2 separate regions of the Sus scrofa genome follow, and region 2 is linked to region 1. A link is a contact called in public Hi-C data. All regions are on one chromosome and are shown on one strand. Each heading gives the region's core, a stretch centred on a gene start, on an enhancer-like site or on the middle of the called end of the contact. The rest is flanking DNA. Distances are from core to core; before and after follow the strand shown. Region 1 holds the start of FLNC (filamin-C). Region 2 holds the start of CCDC136 (coiled-coil domain-containing protein 136).

Region 1 (7,607 bases), core at 3,828-6,327:
TTCTGGAACTTACCCCTTCTCTGCCAACCAAAATCCCTCCCTCCTGCGAGGCTCAGCCCCAGAGGCCCGGGTTGATGATTCTTCCTCTCCCTTTAGGATGAGGCTCCTTCCCAGGAGTTCCCATCATGGTGCAGTGGAAACGAATCCGACTAAGAACCATGAGGTTGAGGGTTCGAACCCGGGCCTTGCTCAGTGGGTTAAGGATCCGGCGTTGCTGTGGCTGTGGTGTAGGCCGGCAGCTATAGCTCCGCTTGGACCCCCAGCCTGGGAACCTCCATATGCCGAGAGTGCGGCCCTAAAAAGAAAAAAAAAAGAATGAAGCTGCTTCCCAAAGTGTCCCTACGGCAGCGGCGGCAGCAGCAGCGGTGGCGGCTACTTTCACCTCTACCACGGTGCTTGGGGGGCCCCCTATGTGCTACAGACATGGGTGCAGTTGTGCAAGATGGTGGGCCACTCGGGGACAGACACTTTTCACTGTTTCCTTTCTTTTTTAAACAGTTTCACTGAGGGATGCCTGATGTACAACGATCTGGATATAGGAGAAAGTATTACTGGATAACTTTTCACGGTATGTTTATACTGACAAAGCCAACACCACAGATCAAGACAAGTCAACACAGCCACCCTTCCGCAAACTTTCCTTTCCTTCGTGATCCGTCAGTCCTGCCCTTCCCCGGCCGCCCTTCCCGGGCATCAGCGGATCTGCTCTTGGTCACTATAGATTAGTCTGCATTTTCTAGAGTTTCATATGAATAGAATCATACAGTCTTCTTTTAATTGGTCTGGCTTCTTTCCTTCACTGTAATTTATCTCTCTATACCCGGAGCTTAGGACGCAGTAGAATCTCACTAAATACTGGTTGAATGAATGAATTTTTTAAAACCTGAAGTTGGAGAGGAGCAGCACCAACTTGGTTCCAGCCAAATTCTACTCTGAATGCTATAAAAAGGCTTTTGGCACGAAGGTCTGGGTGGAGGAAGAGGGTGCCGGGCACATTCCGTTAAGGCTAAAAAGTCCGTGTTCTTAAGTGATAGGGGACAGTGAGATTTCGCAAGAGCCCGGGGAATGTTACCCATGTGGACTCAAGTCTCAGGAGCTGACATTCTCGACCCATCCCCTCCTTTAAGGAATACTATGGACCAGAATTTGAACCCCAAGACTGGGGGGGCCTAGTTCCCTTTAAGAGCCAGAGAGAAACATCCAGGGGCCGAGGGTGGCCTGGAGTGTAGAGGCTTGGGAACCAGCTTACTTGTCAAGGACTGTACAGGCCTGAAAGCCATTAGCTTCCCTGAGCTAATGAGGTTGGGAGGGGGCAGAAGACAAGCCTTGTTTACTAGCGTTGCCGGGGAGATGGGAAAGGGTGGGGCTGGAGGTAGCCCTTACACATCTTTTCCTGACCTCCTCCTCTAGAGCTTGGAGGATGACCTTAGGAGGGTGAAGGCCTGGGGAACCCCAGCACTGCCCCCCCCCACCTGCCCCCAGGACGTTATCTCAGCCTCTCTGGCCCGGGGCTCTGGTCCCCTTGGCTCCCCCACCCTTTCACTGATTCATCTTTCCTTCCCCAGCAGCTCCCCAGGCCCGCCCCTCTCCCCCTGGCTCCACTGCAGCACAATGGTTTGGCAGCGTGCAGATTCCATGACACACTCACTCCCAGCCTCCTGGTGCTTTAGCACTTTCTCTCTCAAACACACACACACACACACACACACACACACACACACACACACACAGAGGCCTAGGACACTTTCACAGTCTTGACACCCAGAGCCTCACAGCCTCTCACAACCCAGCCTCCAAAGCTGGTGCTTGTACACCCAGAAGTGCTTTTTGCAAACTGAAGCCAGATCCCTGGAAGGGAGGCCTTGAGGCTGCTGGGGTTGGGGAATGGGTGGTGGTGGGGTGTTGTTTGGGGTGGGGGGACTCATTCATATTTGCATCAGGGAGAAGCTTCTCCCCAGCAACGGGCCCTGGGCCAGACAGCAAGTGGTCCAGGTCGGCAGGAGAGGGGTGGGTCTAGCGTCCCCCTCTGGGAGCAGTGACCTTCCTCTCTCTCCGCCCCCTCGGAGGCCAGGCGGAGGGGGAGCGCTCTGTACAAGCCAGGCTTCCTCCTTCGGACCCCACTGGGGATACCACCAAAGGGGTGGGAGGAGCCAGTCCCTGAGGCCACCCCAGGCTTTGAGTGGAGGGGGAGGAGAGAGGGCCCAGGGAGGGAGGTGCCGGGACAGCTGCTGCCCCCTCCAGCCCCTCCCTTGGCGCTTGCTTGGCTCACGGAGAAGGAATAGCAACTGGGGAACAGCTGCGGGACAGAGCCGCCTCACAGGCCTCTTTGTTCGGAGGGGCCGAGGGGGTGGCGGGGGTAAGAAGGGCACTCGGCTCCTTCAACCCAGGCTGAGTACCCCTACCTCCTTCAGGGGCGCTGCTCAGCTACCCGCTCCCACCCTGCGCCTAGAAAAGGAAGTGGGGGATCTTTTTGACCTCCTCCCAGGTGCCCAGATAGCCAATTTCAGTCCTGACATGATGCCCAGGAGGCCCCACGCCAACCCCTTCCCACCCCCAGGCCAGAAGGAACTAGAGGAAGCAGGATGCCTGCCTGGTGGGGAACCCGCTACATCTCCCCGGGGTTGGGCAGCCCCTGCCGGCTGTGCCCCTTCCCCTCCAGCCTCAGCCTCAGGTCTAGCAGCTGAATTGCTGACAGCTTATCTCATCGGTGGCGGAGGGAATGAGCCACTTGGCCCAAATGGGGCCGGTTCCCCTACCCCTCTGCAGGAAGGGGAATGGAGGGTTCCCTCCCGCCCCCCAAACCAACTTTTGCTTCTTCCCCCTCTATTCTGAGCCGGCCTCTCCACACACAGTTGAGCCAAGGGGGCCGGAGCCAGGCACCGCCGTGGGGGAGGGGCGAGGTGTGCTCAGGAAGGATGAGGCCTGGAGAGGGGCCGAGCGCCCCCACAGCGGTGAGGGGAGGGCAAGGCTGAGCCATTTCCTATAAAGTCCTGGTGAGGCCCCAGGCTGTCCCCCTGAGACCCCACCTGGGACAATCAGTCCAGTCGGTCAAATTCCAGCTGCTGGGGGATGGCCGCCCCCTGGCCTGACTCCTCTCTGACCCCTGCCCCCCCCACCACAGAAGCTCTCAAGCAGCCCTCAGCTCTAATACATATACCAGGACCCCCTCCCCCACCCCCTGTCCTCAGGCTTGTCCTTCTGGAAAGCTCAGAGACATCTGCTGTGTCACGGAGGCAGGGCTATTTCCAGGCCAGTGAGGGTGGGGTGGGGGGGCAGAATTGGGGCAGGAGGGGGTAAGGCCTAGAGAGGGGGCCGGACAGGGCAAAGGGCCCCAGACTGACCTCAGCTGCTAATTCAGGCGGCCCAGAGATGCCCTGAGGGGGCTGGGGTGTGGACAGACCTTCAATTATCTAAATAAGTCTCTGGGGTAGCCTGGGGGGTATCAGACCCCCTGTGAATCTCCCTTCCTGGTGCCTGGGGGTGCACCCCGCCAAGGGGCCCTTTCCTGCAAATCAAGGCAAGGCTCTGGAGAGCTCACCACAGGAGGAGGGGGTTCGCTAGGCCCCCAGCTTGCGAGGATGACTGCAGGGCCTGCCCCTCTCTTCTCAGAGCCCACCCTTGGCTCCCCACTCCCAACGCTGGAGTGCCTCCCCACCCCCACCCAGCAGTGACACACCTTCCAAATCTGGTTACACTCAAAGACTTCCTCCCTTCTCCAGGCCTTCCCTCCCACCCCTCAGCCCAGACTATTAGCCGCAGCCAATCAGGGGCTAGGGGGTGGGTTGGGGCCGGGCGTGGACGGGAGGGAGCCCCTTCCCCGGCTGGTTGGAGCCGGTGGAGGACAGGCAGGGGTTAAGGATCCCCGCGGTCGCTCAGAGCCTTTTTAGGTTTCCGAGGCTGGGCCCTGCCCGCCCAGGCCCCTGCGCCCGAACCCAGCTGCCGAGCACATGCCTGCGGGGGGCCCGGGCCCCGCGCCCGCCCGGCCCCCAGCTCTCCCTCTGAGCGCTGAGATCGGGCAGCGCTCGGGACCTGTCTTCAGCCGCTCCTCCGCGGTGGAGGTGCTAGGAGACTGAGAAGCCATTTGCTTTGTTTGGGGGGAGGTGCCCCCGGGAATCCGTGTTGGTCCCTGGCCCTGTCCTCTCAAGCCTGGCCTGGGTTGCGGAGGGCAGGAAAGGGGACGATGAGTGGAGGCGGGTCGCTGGGAGCGTGCGAGGGAGGCTGAAGCTGGAGGACTCAGAACAGTCGGGTCTGGACTCCCCTGGGCCCCCTCGGGATGCCAGCCGTCCAGAGAGGGATGTGAGGGCCGGGCCCGGCGCGCCTGTGTCGGCGGGCGGGAGAGCCGAGCCAGGGTCCCCTCCCGGAGCCGGGGCGCTCCCCGCCCTGTCTCGGCTCTCCGCGCGCCCACCCGGCACCTGCGTCCCCTGGCCCCACCGGCCAGCCCCTCCTCGGGGTATGTCCCCCTCCCTGCCCGCACTGACCGATGGACACGAGCTTGATATGCTCGCGCTCGAGGAACTCGAGGGCCACGGACACGTTCTCCAGCTTCATCTGGCGGAAGTTGGGGCGCGGGTGAAACTTGCGGTACATGCGCTTCTGGCTGAGCACCTCGAGCAGCGCGATGAGGCGCAGCCCGTCGCTGAGGTCTCGCTGCAGGTCGGTCAGGCGCTTGCCCACGCACTTGAGGTGCTCATTGCACCAGCGAGTGAACGTGTTCTGCTGGATCTTCTTCCACGGCGCGTCCTCGGCCAGGTCCTTCTCTGTAGAGGGCATGTCGTCCACCTCGTCGCCCAGGCCGAGGCCCGCGGCCTCGGAGTAACCGCTGTTGTTCATCATTCCGGCGCCGGCTGGGGCGGGGGCTGCGCTGCCGGCTGGGGTCTGGCTGGGGGCGGCGGGCTGGGCTCGGGCTGGAGGCGCTGTCGGGGCGCGATCGCGGGACTCGCGGCTCTGCGCTGCGCGGTGCGCTGCTCTCAACTTCTCTCGCGCCTCTGGCTGGCGGGACTCGGCGGGCCTCCTCGGCTCCTCGGCCGCGGGCGCTCTCTCGGTCTCTCTCCCTCCGGGGGCGGAGCGGTGCTCGGGAAGTGCGGGCTGGGCTGGGGCGGGGGGTTTAAGAAGCCCCCGGGCCGCGTCCCCCCCGCCGCGCCCGCGGCCCCCGGGTCCACGTCAGAGCGCCGGCCTCCCAGGAATGCCGCCCGGCCCGCGGGTGGGGGCCGCGCCGAGCCCGCCGGCCCCGCCTCCCTCCCCCTCCCCCACCCGGCCGCCCGCGGGAGGGGGTCTACCGCCCCCGGCCCGGGGCGCGGCCCCGGGGAGGCTCGGGGCCGGGCGCCGCCGCCGCCGCCGCGCGGGAAAGGTGGAGAGCAGAGCTGGAAAGTGAGGGGTGAGGGCCGCCAACACCCCAAAGCTGAACATCGCCGGTCGGGCATATACCCCGCCACCGGCGAGATGAGAGGCTCCTGGGGAAACTAAGTCCAGTGGTTAGGGCAAAACACGCTGATCGGGTGTTGACAGAACTTTCTGGATTGGTTGGTGGCAGGGCTGTTGACAGGGCCTGGGAGTCCTGGCGTCTAGCCCAGGGTATTGTCCACCTGCGGACAGGGAAGGGAAGTGTGTGTGCTTGTGTGCAGATAGACAGACGCTGCCCAACCCGAGAAGCCTTAGAGTAGGGGTGCTCCCCTTGATGGGTAAAAAGTCTCACCTGAAGCCCAAACCCAGGGTCCCAGGGGAAAGACGGCGGCTACCCCTGACTCAGTGTCCCTGTCACCAGCCTGTTTGTCCTCATCCTCTCAGAATGAAGCTGAGCTCAGGAGAAGGGTACCCAGTGAGTCACACGGTGCCCCCCCACCCCCAGTTCTGACTCAACCAAGGTGATGAGAGGGGAGGGAGGGCCTCGGTACAGTAGTACCCGGAAGCCCCCTGGGCAGTGTGCCCATTTGGGCCACAGGGCAGATCCTTCAAGTCAAAGGGCAGGTTAGCCAGACAGAGACAGGAGAGCCCGGCCTAGAGCAGCCAAGGGGAGACACTTTGGGGCTGGTGGGCAGGGAGAGCCCCAGGGAGCCTGCCAGGAGGCCTGGGCAGGACTGGGCTCGGGGTAAACCAAGGCAGCTGGAGGCCTAGGGAGTGGTGACAGCAGGGCAACGGAGACACTTAAAGAGAGCAGCTGGCCTGGGGTGAGTTGGAAAAGCAGAAGGACATACTTGTGTAAAGAGAATACGTATCCTGCAATTCTGTAGGATGTGTGTGTCCCACACCTCCTGGTGTCCCCTTTAGGTCAGACTTTCTCCTCTTTCCCATCCTTCTGGTCCCATAAGTTTGGGCCCCGACTCAAGTTGTGTGATAACGGAAATTTGGGAGGTGTCTGGTGAATCCTTCCACCTTATTCCTCTTCTCCCACCAGGCCTGGTGACAAGGAAAAGAGAAGTAGGCATCTCTGAGGGCAGGACGAGGGCAATCCCTGTTCTGGAGCTCTCGGGAAGCAATTCGGGAGCTTTGTAGGGGGCAGTGTTTCTGGCAAAAGAGGTTCCTGAATGATTTCTTTCCCTCCTCATTAGTTGGGGGGGGGAGGGGTAGAGAAGGGACCAGAAACAGAAAAAGGACCTGCTGTGCGTGGCTTGTTGCGGGGGGGAGCTCTGGGGGCCCTGATAGTGACAGGCAGGATATAAATAGCTTGGGCCCCAGCGGCTCATGTTCTGTCGGCTGCCTGTGACGAGGTGCTCAGGAATTCCACTCTCCTGTTGGCACCCCTCCTTCCCTATCTCCAGAACTCTCCTTCCCCCCATGCCACCTTATCCCATGGCCAAAACCAACCATTAGGCATGAGTGCTGATGGAGAGATCCTGTGGAGAGATGCCCAGCTCCTGGGGACACATGACACGTAGCTGGGTCTCACAAGGGAAGTTGTGTGTGTGTATGTGTGTGTGTGTGTGTGTGTCTGCGTGAAGGCAGACTTCTGTCACCCAACCTGAGGTGCCAGCTCAGGATTCAGTGATGTTGTCTTTGAAGCCCTGAGGTGTAGATCTGATTAAGGATGGGTGCCTCTCCCTGAGCCTCCGGGCAGAAGAGGAAGGGGTAACGTTTATCTGGAGCTGACAGCCCTTTACAGACCCTAATGGCTCATGGTCCTGTTTCGTGGGCATGACCTGAGGTCCCTTAGTAAGCTGAGGGCCTCCCCGAAGGTGGGGGGTATTCAGAGGGAAGACAGCAAGTGGAGCGAGAACCCTCCCTCCCCCTTCTCGGGCCTTCTCTCCAGTGGAGGTCTGCGGGCAGCCCCAGAGGAGTGAGTGGATGGTCCGCAGAGGGGTGCCCAGTGCCAGGGATGGTTCCCGGCACCCTTCTCACCCCCCTTCTCCCCAGAAACCCGAGCCTGTCGCTCTCCAGGATAAATCAGGGCCTGACTCAGGCTGCAGCCAGCCAGTCACAATCAGCCTGATCCAGGCGCGGACTGGTGACTCAGCCCTCAATATAGCCCATGAGCCCAGGCCCCAGGCCCAGCCATGAGGGCTGGAACACATCGTGCCCAAGGCTGGTCCTAGGGCCTGCCAAGCGGGACCCCCTCCCTGAGAGAGGCTGATGTGTTCCTCCGTGAGCCAGGCAGGGACACAGAGAGGGGCTTA
Region 2 (7,607 bases), core at 3,035-5,534, 36 kb after region 1:
CTGCCTCGCCCCATTCTATGCTTCATTAAGACAGGGATCTGGTCTGTCCGGCTCCTAGCTGGTCCACCGAGTATACAGGCCCTCAATAAGTGGTTGGAAAGGCATATGAATTAGCCATATTTTACAGTTAAGGAACCAAATCTCAGAAAGGTAAACGTGACTTGCCCAAGATCACAAAGCTTGTTAGGTGGCAGAGCCAGGCTCAAGCATCTAGGTGACCTGAGACCAAAGCTCACACTTTTCCCCCAGGGTGACACAGCTCCTGCAGTTTCTTTCCCTCCCCCCCCCCCCCGCCCCTTTAAGGCCTCCTTTTTCGGCATCTCCCTTGGCTTACATCTTCTTTCCCTACTTGTCTCCCCCACCCCCACACCCCCACCCCAGCTTGCTCCTCTCCAGACCTGCTTGCCGCCTTCCTTTCTTCTCCATTTATACTTCTCTTTTGGCTTGATCTCAGTTCTCCCTGCCGTTTTCTAGGGCAGCTCCCCGAAACCTTCCAAAAGCCCACAGATGTAACAAAACCTGCCTCTTTATTTGGCGGTGCAGTGGAATGTGGGACGCCTGCCTTGCTGGTTCCCAGAGACAAAGGGATGTGGGCGTTAGAAGAAAGGGCTCCTGGGGCCACCAGCTCAGTCCTAGGTGGCAAGGGGCGAGGGGCGCGAGCTCATCCGCTTCCTTTAAAAGAGGCACAGCGGCCCCTCCAGTCACATCTCATTGGCTCGCTGCTCTGCCTTCCCAGGGTGCCCTTGGAGGACCAGGCCAAGGCAATCTGGTCTGAAATTAAACCCTGACCACCGACACCTGGCACTGACCAGAAAAACAAAGAAAAAGGGCTGCAGGTGTGAAGAAGAGCGATTGAGGAGAGAAAAAAGAGCTGCAGGGAAGGGGTGTGAAATGGGAGGGCAAGAAGGGGGGGCACAGAAGAGCCAGTTGGAGAGGCACGAAGAAAGGAAATGAGCTAAACAGGAGACTGAAGGATCCGGCGTTGCTGTGGGCTGTGGTGTAGGTCGCAGATGCGGGTTGGATCCCACGTTGCTGTGACTCTGGCATAGGCTGGCAGCTACAGCTCCGATTCGACCCCTAGCCTGGGACCCTCCATATGCCACGGGTATGGCCCTAAAAAAGCAAAAAATAAAATAAAATAAAAATTAATAAATAAAGAGGAGGCTGGAGAGATAGGAGCAGGGCAAGCACAGTAGAAGAAAATGAGGGGAACGTACTGATTTCGGTCCTATTGGTCTGCGTGCCTCCGCCAAGCCCTCAAGACAAAAGTACTTGGCGGGCCCTCCAGTCTGAGTGCAGGATTTACCTTGGAGCTGCTGGATCTGCTTGGTGAACACCTCTGCCTGCTGGGCGCTGGCCAGCCGCTCATCCTCCAGGAGCCCTGCAGTGAAGGGGGAGCTGGCGTCAGGCCTGGGATCCAGGGAGCACAGAGCCTTTGGGCCCCGGCCCTCGGGGTCCGTCACAGGCACTCACCCTGCAGCTCCAGCGAGTCATCCTCATGCTGCCCTGCCAGTTCCCGGGTCTCCTCCAGCTCTGCCACCAGCTGCAGCACCTGAGCCCTCAGCTCCTCCAGTTCGGTCTCCGTGAGGCTCAGGCCCCGGTGCTTACTGAGGGACAAGGAGCCCCCGCTTCCTCCCTTTTGCACCTGATCATCCTCTTCTTCCCCCTCTTCTTCCTCTTCCTCCTCCTCTTCCTCCTCGTAGAGGGCTGGGAGTAACACTTCCCCTAGGAAAGACCCCCCACCCCCAGCGAGTAAGAGCCAGCTTCCTGTCCTTGGTCCTTCCAGGGCCCTCTAGCATGCTGTCCCAGGGCAGAGATGGTATCATAGTGCCACCTGGTGTCCCCCAAGGAGCCTCTGGGCAGGACCTGCACACGGGACGAGTCCTCAGGTGTGAGGGTCGGGGTTGGAGGTAGCCCATCCCCCTCCCGGGCCCTTCCTGGACCAGTGCTGCACCTGGTGGCCTCCTAGTACTGCCTTTGGGCACACTGAGCAGCCAAGGGCCCGGCTGAGCCCCATGAGGCTCGCACAAGGATAGCTGCTTCCTCCAGCCTCGTCTCTGGGTAGTCAAGAAAGAGTCAGACACCGGGTGTGTCTTTAAGCCCAACAGGACAAGAATTACAGTTTGGGGGTTTGTACTAAGTTTACCAAGGATCCAGGTGGCTTGTGAGAAATTAGCCCTTCCATAATAAGAAAGCGTTGCCTGTCAGTCAGTAGAGAAAGAGAACAGCCAAAGAGAATCATCTGAAATGATTCTAAATGCTTTTCTGGACAAAGACGGGGCCCCTTTCAAATACATTCTATCGAATAGCCCTTTGGAAATTTTCTGCCAGGTCCACCTTTCTTTTCTGCTGTGTCAGGAGGTCTCCCCTCCTCTCCCTGAGTGTTCTGAGGCCCCTTCCCCTGCTGACCATAAGGCAGTTTTGGGGGGGAAGTCAAGGATTCTCCTCGTGAATAAAAGAAAGCCTGCCATTTTAATGCATTAAGAAATGGGGGTGTGCTGGTCCCCAGCCTCTGGCTGGTGAGCAACCCCTCTCCTTTGCTGCAATGCAGTTCCTCTCAATAGCAAAATCTTGCCTGGATGGTAAGAGCTTGCTTTGTTTTAAAATTCTCAATCTCTGGTCCATCTTTGTCTAATAATCACAGCCTAAGGTTTATCTGGGACCCCTTGTCTCATCCGTCCCTCTTGGAGCGTGGACGTGTGTATAGGGACCTGGGGACCCTACACAGAAAGTCCTGGAAATAGGACCAGCATCCTTCTAGGGGCCTCATTTAGGCAGCAAGTGCCAAGCTGTGTGGGTGTCGAGGGTGAGATGCGCGTTGGGAGCTTGGCCTTCTCGCCGGCCCCTCTCCCAGGCTCCCTCTTTCAGGCAGTAAGATAACCTAGAGAACCGAAGTCACAAGGCTTCCATTTGAAGTTAGTGGTGACACCAGAAAGACAATTCACATGCTCACTCCTCTGGCTTTTCAAAATAAGAGACAGCTTGGGATCTGGGTCGGGAGGCAGCGAGAACAAACCCCCTGCTGCACAGCTGCTTCAAATCTCTGTCCAAGGAGGCCTCTTTCTCTCTCTGGCAGCTCCCTGGGGACACACAACTTGGTTAGCTGGTGGTTAGGACCCCAAAGGGATGTACCCTGAACTTTCCCCAAAGCCCGAGCCCTGAGGAGGGTTGGAGGGGGCTGAGCTGAACTTGGGGAAGGGCTGTGTCCTGGCTCAGAGTTCTGGGGGTCAGAGGGAGGAAGGAGGAGAGGGAAGCTGGACGAGGTGGAGGGAAAGAAAGCTTTTGGGGAAAACTCACCCTCCATGGCTTGCATTCCACGCCTTTCCAGGGACCCCCAGCGTTGGCCTTTCTTCCTCTCACAACCGTCAGACACCTCGTAGGAGCCTAAAGTGGTCACTGTGGGTCCTGTAAGCAGGGAGAGAGGGGGCACTGTGGGATGCTAGGGGCGGCTGGGGGCTGGGGTGCAGCGGGGAGGGGAGGGGACATGCCTCCTAGCCCTTTGGAGCCCTGGGGTTTTTCATCCCAGTGGAAGTACTTGGCTCAGTCTGCCCAGGGCTGCGACTCTCCGCCCCAGGTGGCCCCTCAAGCGGGCCTGCGGGGACACCGCCCTGCACTGCCCAGCTTCTCTGCCCCCCAGTCCGTGCTCCTCTCCCTTGCACAGACAGAAAGGGCGTGTGTGTGTCTCTTTAGCCCAGAGGGGACAGGCAAGGATGGAAGAGGGCGGGAGCCAGCAAAGAGAAGAGGCTCAAAGGGTGAGGTGGAAGGGGAAGGGGTGAGGGGACGCGTGCGGGAAGGGGGTCTGGACTGGGGCCGCTGCCGTCCATTCCAGCTCTCACTGGACTTCGTCCTCCCCACTCCGCCCCGCGCTCCGAAGCCTTCAGGGTCCGAGCAGGTGCGGGGTCTGGAGCCCCCAAGGCAAAAAGCACCGTCAGGCTGGAGAGACCAGATGGAGTGGGCTCAGGGGAGGGACTGCCAGGGATGATGCGGCCGGTGTGGGGAAGAGCCAGCCCGGAAAGATGGAGCCGGAGCCCGGGCTGGGGGCAGGATGGAGGAGGAAGACTTAGGACGGAGAGGTGGGGAGCAGCGGAGGGGGAGAGGACCTGGGGGTCTGGAGGGAGGAGAGATGGAGAAGAGGAAGGAGCGGCGGTGGCGAAGTGAGGGAGGGGCGCTCTGACCTGGACCCGGGCAGCTCCAGCCCGCGGCGCCCGCGCCGGCCCCGGCGCCCGCCTCCATGGCCGCTCGCGCCGCCGCCGCCGCCCGGAGCAGCCGCCGCCGCCGCCGCCGCCAGGCCGGGGACCGGAGCCGGGTGCGCAGGGGAAGGAAGGCCGGGCCGGCCGAGGGGGCGGGGCCTGGCCAGGCCACCTGACGCCGCCGCCGCCGCCGCCCGGAAGCCGGCCCTGCACCCCAGCTCCCGGACCCGGTGCAAGCGCGTCGCCAGACACGCCCCGAGGCCCGCGCCGAGGGAGCGACCGGCTCCCCTGGTCTGGCGGTGGGTCCTGCCGGGAGGCGGCTGCGTGGGGGCACCCCTCTGCGCCAAGTGCCAGGGCCCGGTCCTGCTCGGCGGTGGGGAAGGAAAAGCAAGCACCAGGAGAGCCAAATCCTCCTGGCCTGTTTCCTCCAAACGCGCGGATGCTCACACGCCCCTTGCTCCCCACGGCTGAGCGGCACCCTCCACCTGGGCAGTCAGCGCAGACCCTCCGGCCGCCAGCCTCAGCCTCAGGGCTGCTCCAGGGCTGGAGGAGGGAAACCGAAGCCAGGATACTTCAACTGCGGGCCTTGATCTCTCTGTTGGCCTTGCGCCCTCCGCCAAGCCACAAGCAGGGACCTTCTTAGAAGGGGCCGCTCCGGGACCCCACGCAGCCCTTAGTGTCGAAGACCTTTCTCCATTGCCTGCCTTCCCACCGGGCCCCAGGCCCGGTGGTCTGCAAACCACAACCCCTACTCACCTAGCCTCTGCAGCTGTTTAGAGTGGGCACTGCCGATTTTCACTCTCATAGAAGGGAGATGTGAAAGCCCAGATAGCTTATTTCACTCAACCGCTCCTTCAAGGAACTTCTTCCAAGTGCCAGATTTTGGCGAACCAATTGGGCTCACGCCTCTGCAGGTCTCAGCCAGGAAAGAAATGGGTACACTTGGGAACCCGGAGGTTCCAGCACATCTGGAAAATCACTGGGAGATTCCTAAACCAGGGACAGTCCCTTCTCTTGCGCATCCACTTACAAGGTCATGGGCATATACTGTCTGGATCACGCCCACCGGCTCCCAAGTTCACAAGCCCTCCATATTCCTCAGGAGAGAAGCCCTTCTTTGCCTCGACATCCCCTACGTACCCTTAAACACTCAGCTGGGAGTCATCTCTTGGCAGCCATTCCCGACTCACCACCCAGCCAAGCCATTAGATGCTCCTGCTGTGCTCCGACCCCTCCCCCTTCCCTCTAAGCAGCACCAGTCACTCTAGGTTGTCAAGGTCATGTTCTGACTTTCCTGTCAGCCCAGTGTTTGGAAGACCAGGAAATTGCCTTAGTCGTTTTTGTATCTCCAGTATCTAAATCATTGACACAGAATAAATGAGTGAAGTTAAATCTCCTAATTAATGCTCTGCTTATCATTTAACGTATGATCCCACACTTAAGGTGTTCAGTGTTGCCTATTAACAATAGTATTGGAGTTCCCGTCGTGGCGCAGTGGAAAGGAATCCGGCTAGGACCCATAAGGTTGTGGGTTCAATCTCTGGGCTCGCTCAGTGGGTTAAGGATCCGGCATTGCCGTGAGCTGTGGTGTAGGTCGAAGATGCAGCTGGGATCTGGCGTTGCTGTGGCTGTGGCGTAGGCTGGTGGCAACAATTCCGATTCGACCCCTACCCTGGGAACCTCCATATGCCATAGGTGCAGCCCTAAAAAGACAAAAGACACACACGCAAAAAAAAAAAAAAAAAAAAAAAAAAACCCAATAATGTTGCCTATAAATCTCTCTCTCTCCTCCCCTCCTTCCTCCCTCTCATACCTCCAGCCTGGTATGTGCTCCGAGAGATGGTGAGCACAGATCAAGATGTTTCATTGGCTCCTCAGAGGACTGAGCTCCCCTCCAGAGCCTGGGATCAAGGCGATCCAGTCTGGAGAAAGGCTGTCGAGCAAGCCCACCCAGAACATCTGCTGCAGACATCAGGCCTGTCCAGACTTGGGGAGCAGGGCAGTTTGTCAGGGATGATGGAAAGGAGCTGGTGTTGTGTAGGGCTCTGGGGAATGATGAAGTCTAATCCTAGAAGGAGAGTGACTGGTCTGCCCCAGCGCAGCTCCTGGTTCTGGCCGAACTACCAAGGTCAGTTAGCAGTAGACCTTGGGCGCTGACCTCTTGGCTGATGGAAGGGAGGAAGTTGTCAACTGTAACATCCGGGGGTCCAAGCTTTCCTCGGGGAGCTCTGATCCGGAGTATTAGGACTAATCTCTCCCTGGCTCCAGAGGTGCAGGTCACCATTCACCCTTCATCTGGGGAGTGTTCAGGAGAGACCAGAACCAGTCTTTTTTCGGGACCCAAATGTGGTTAAACTAGGCCAGACCGGTACAGGGTTGAGGGTGAGAGTAAAGATAGGAAGCCGAGGGAAAGGGCTTAGCAGGTAAAAGGGGGGGAAGTGGACTGTGGTCCAAGGATGTATCTTTGAAGGGCTAGGAATGCTGGGGACCCCAGCCAGGTGATCAGCTTAGGGGGATGATCTGAATTAATCCTTGTAATCCCCGGACCCAGGACTCAGCCTCCGTCCTAATCCCATCCCAGCAGATCGTCTTCTCTGAGGATGATGCAGCCATTTATCCCCCTTGACCCTTATTTCTAAAGGCCTAGATCCTCTCATTAAAAAGAAAAAAAAGGGAATCTTTTAAAGATGCAAAGAGTACAGTACAGAAAATAACATTAAAATTAATATCCATGTGCTCACCGCTGAAATCCAACAATTGTTCATTTCTTGCCACATTTGATTCAGAGACAGCCCTTCTATTTATGGTCTTACAGTTTTACATAAATATATATATCCACAAACAAAGTACTGATTTGTATGTTTTAAAAATATATTTAAATTGGAGTTCCCGTTGTAGCTCAGTGGTTAACGAATCTTACTAGGAACAATGAGATTGCGGGTTCAATCCTTGGCTTCACTCAATGGGTTAAGGATCTGGCGTTGCTGTGGCTGTGGCGTAGGTCAGCGGCTACAGCTCCGATTAGACCCCTAGCCTGGGACCCTCCATATGCCATGGGTGCAGCCCTGGAAAAAAGACAAAAAAAAAAAAATATATATATATATATGTATTTAAATGGAGTTATACTGTACACATTCTTTTGCAAACTTTCTTTTTCTCCTAACTTTTTTTTCACTTACCCATGCTGTTTCATATAACTACAGTTTGTGAATTTTAACTGCTGAATACTCTTTCATTGAATATACCATGATTTATTTATCCATTCTTCTGCTAATGGGCATTTAGGGTGTTTCCAATTTTTCTATATTATACACAGTGCTGTGATGGACAGGGCTGGGCAGGCCTCCTTGGCATATACGTAAGCACCTCTCCAAGGCAGATAGATACCTAGAAGTAGAATTTCATAGAATCTGTACA

The links. Hi-C and Micro-C count contacts between places; a contact is called where the count stands out from the background.
Region 2: a contact with region 1 is called in a Hi-C map of embryonic fibroblasts, with 2.6 times the contacts expected there. The contact joins the promoter of CCDC136 here to the promoter of FLNC in region 1. A contact is called at or near these places in 3 of 47 Hi-C or Micro-C datasets (embryonic fibroblasts and heart right ventricle) and 1 of 2 datasets of contacts at active chromatin or transcription factors (skeletal muscle).

The regions. Positions count from the first base shown.
Region 1 is chr18:19,782,539-19,790,145 of Sscrofa11.1, forward strand. FLNC (filamin-C) reads right to left here and starts at 5,078. Exons shown (of 46, transcript XM_021078951.1): 1 at 4,479-5,078. The coding sequence starts at 4,833.
Region 2 is chr18:19,819,459-19,827,065 of Sscrofa11.1, forward strand. CCDC136 (coiled-coil domain-containing protein 136) reads right to left here and starts at 4,285. Exons shown (of 10, transcript XM_013990821.2): 1 at 4,176-4,285; 2 at 3,298-3,405; 3 at 1,474-1,725; 4 at 1,307-1,381. The coding sequence starts at 4,233.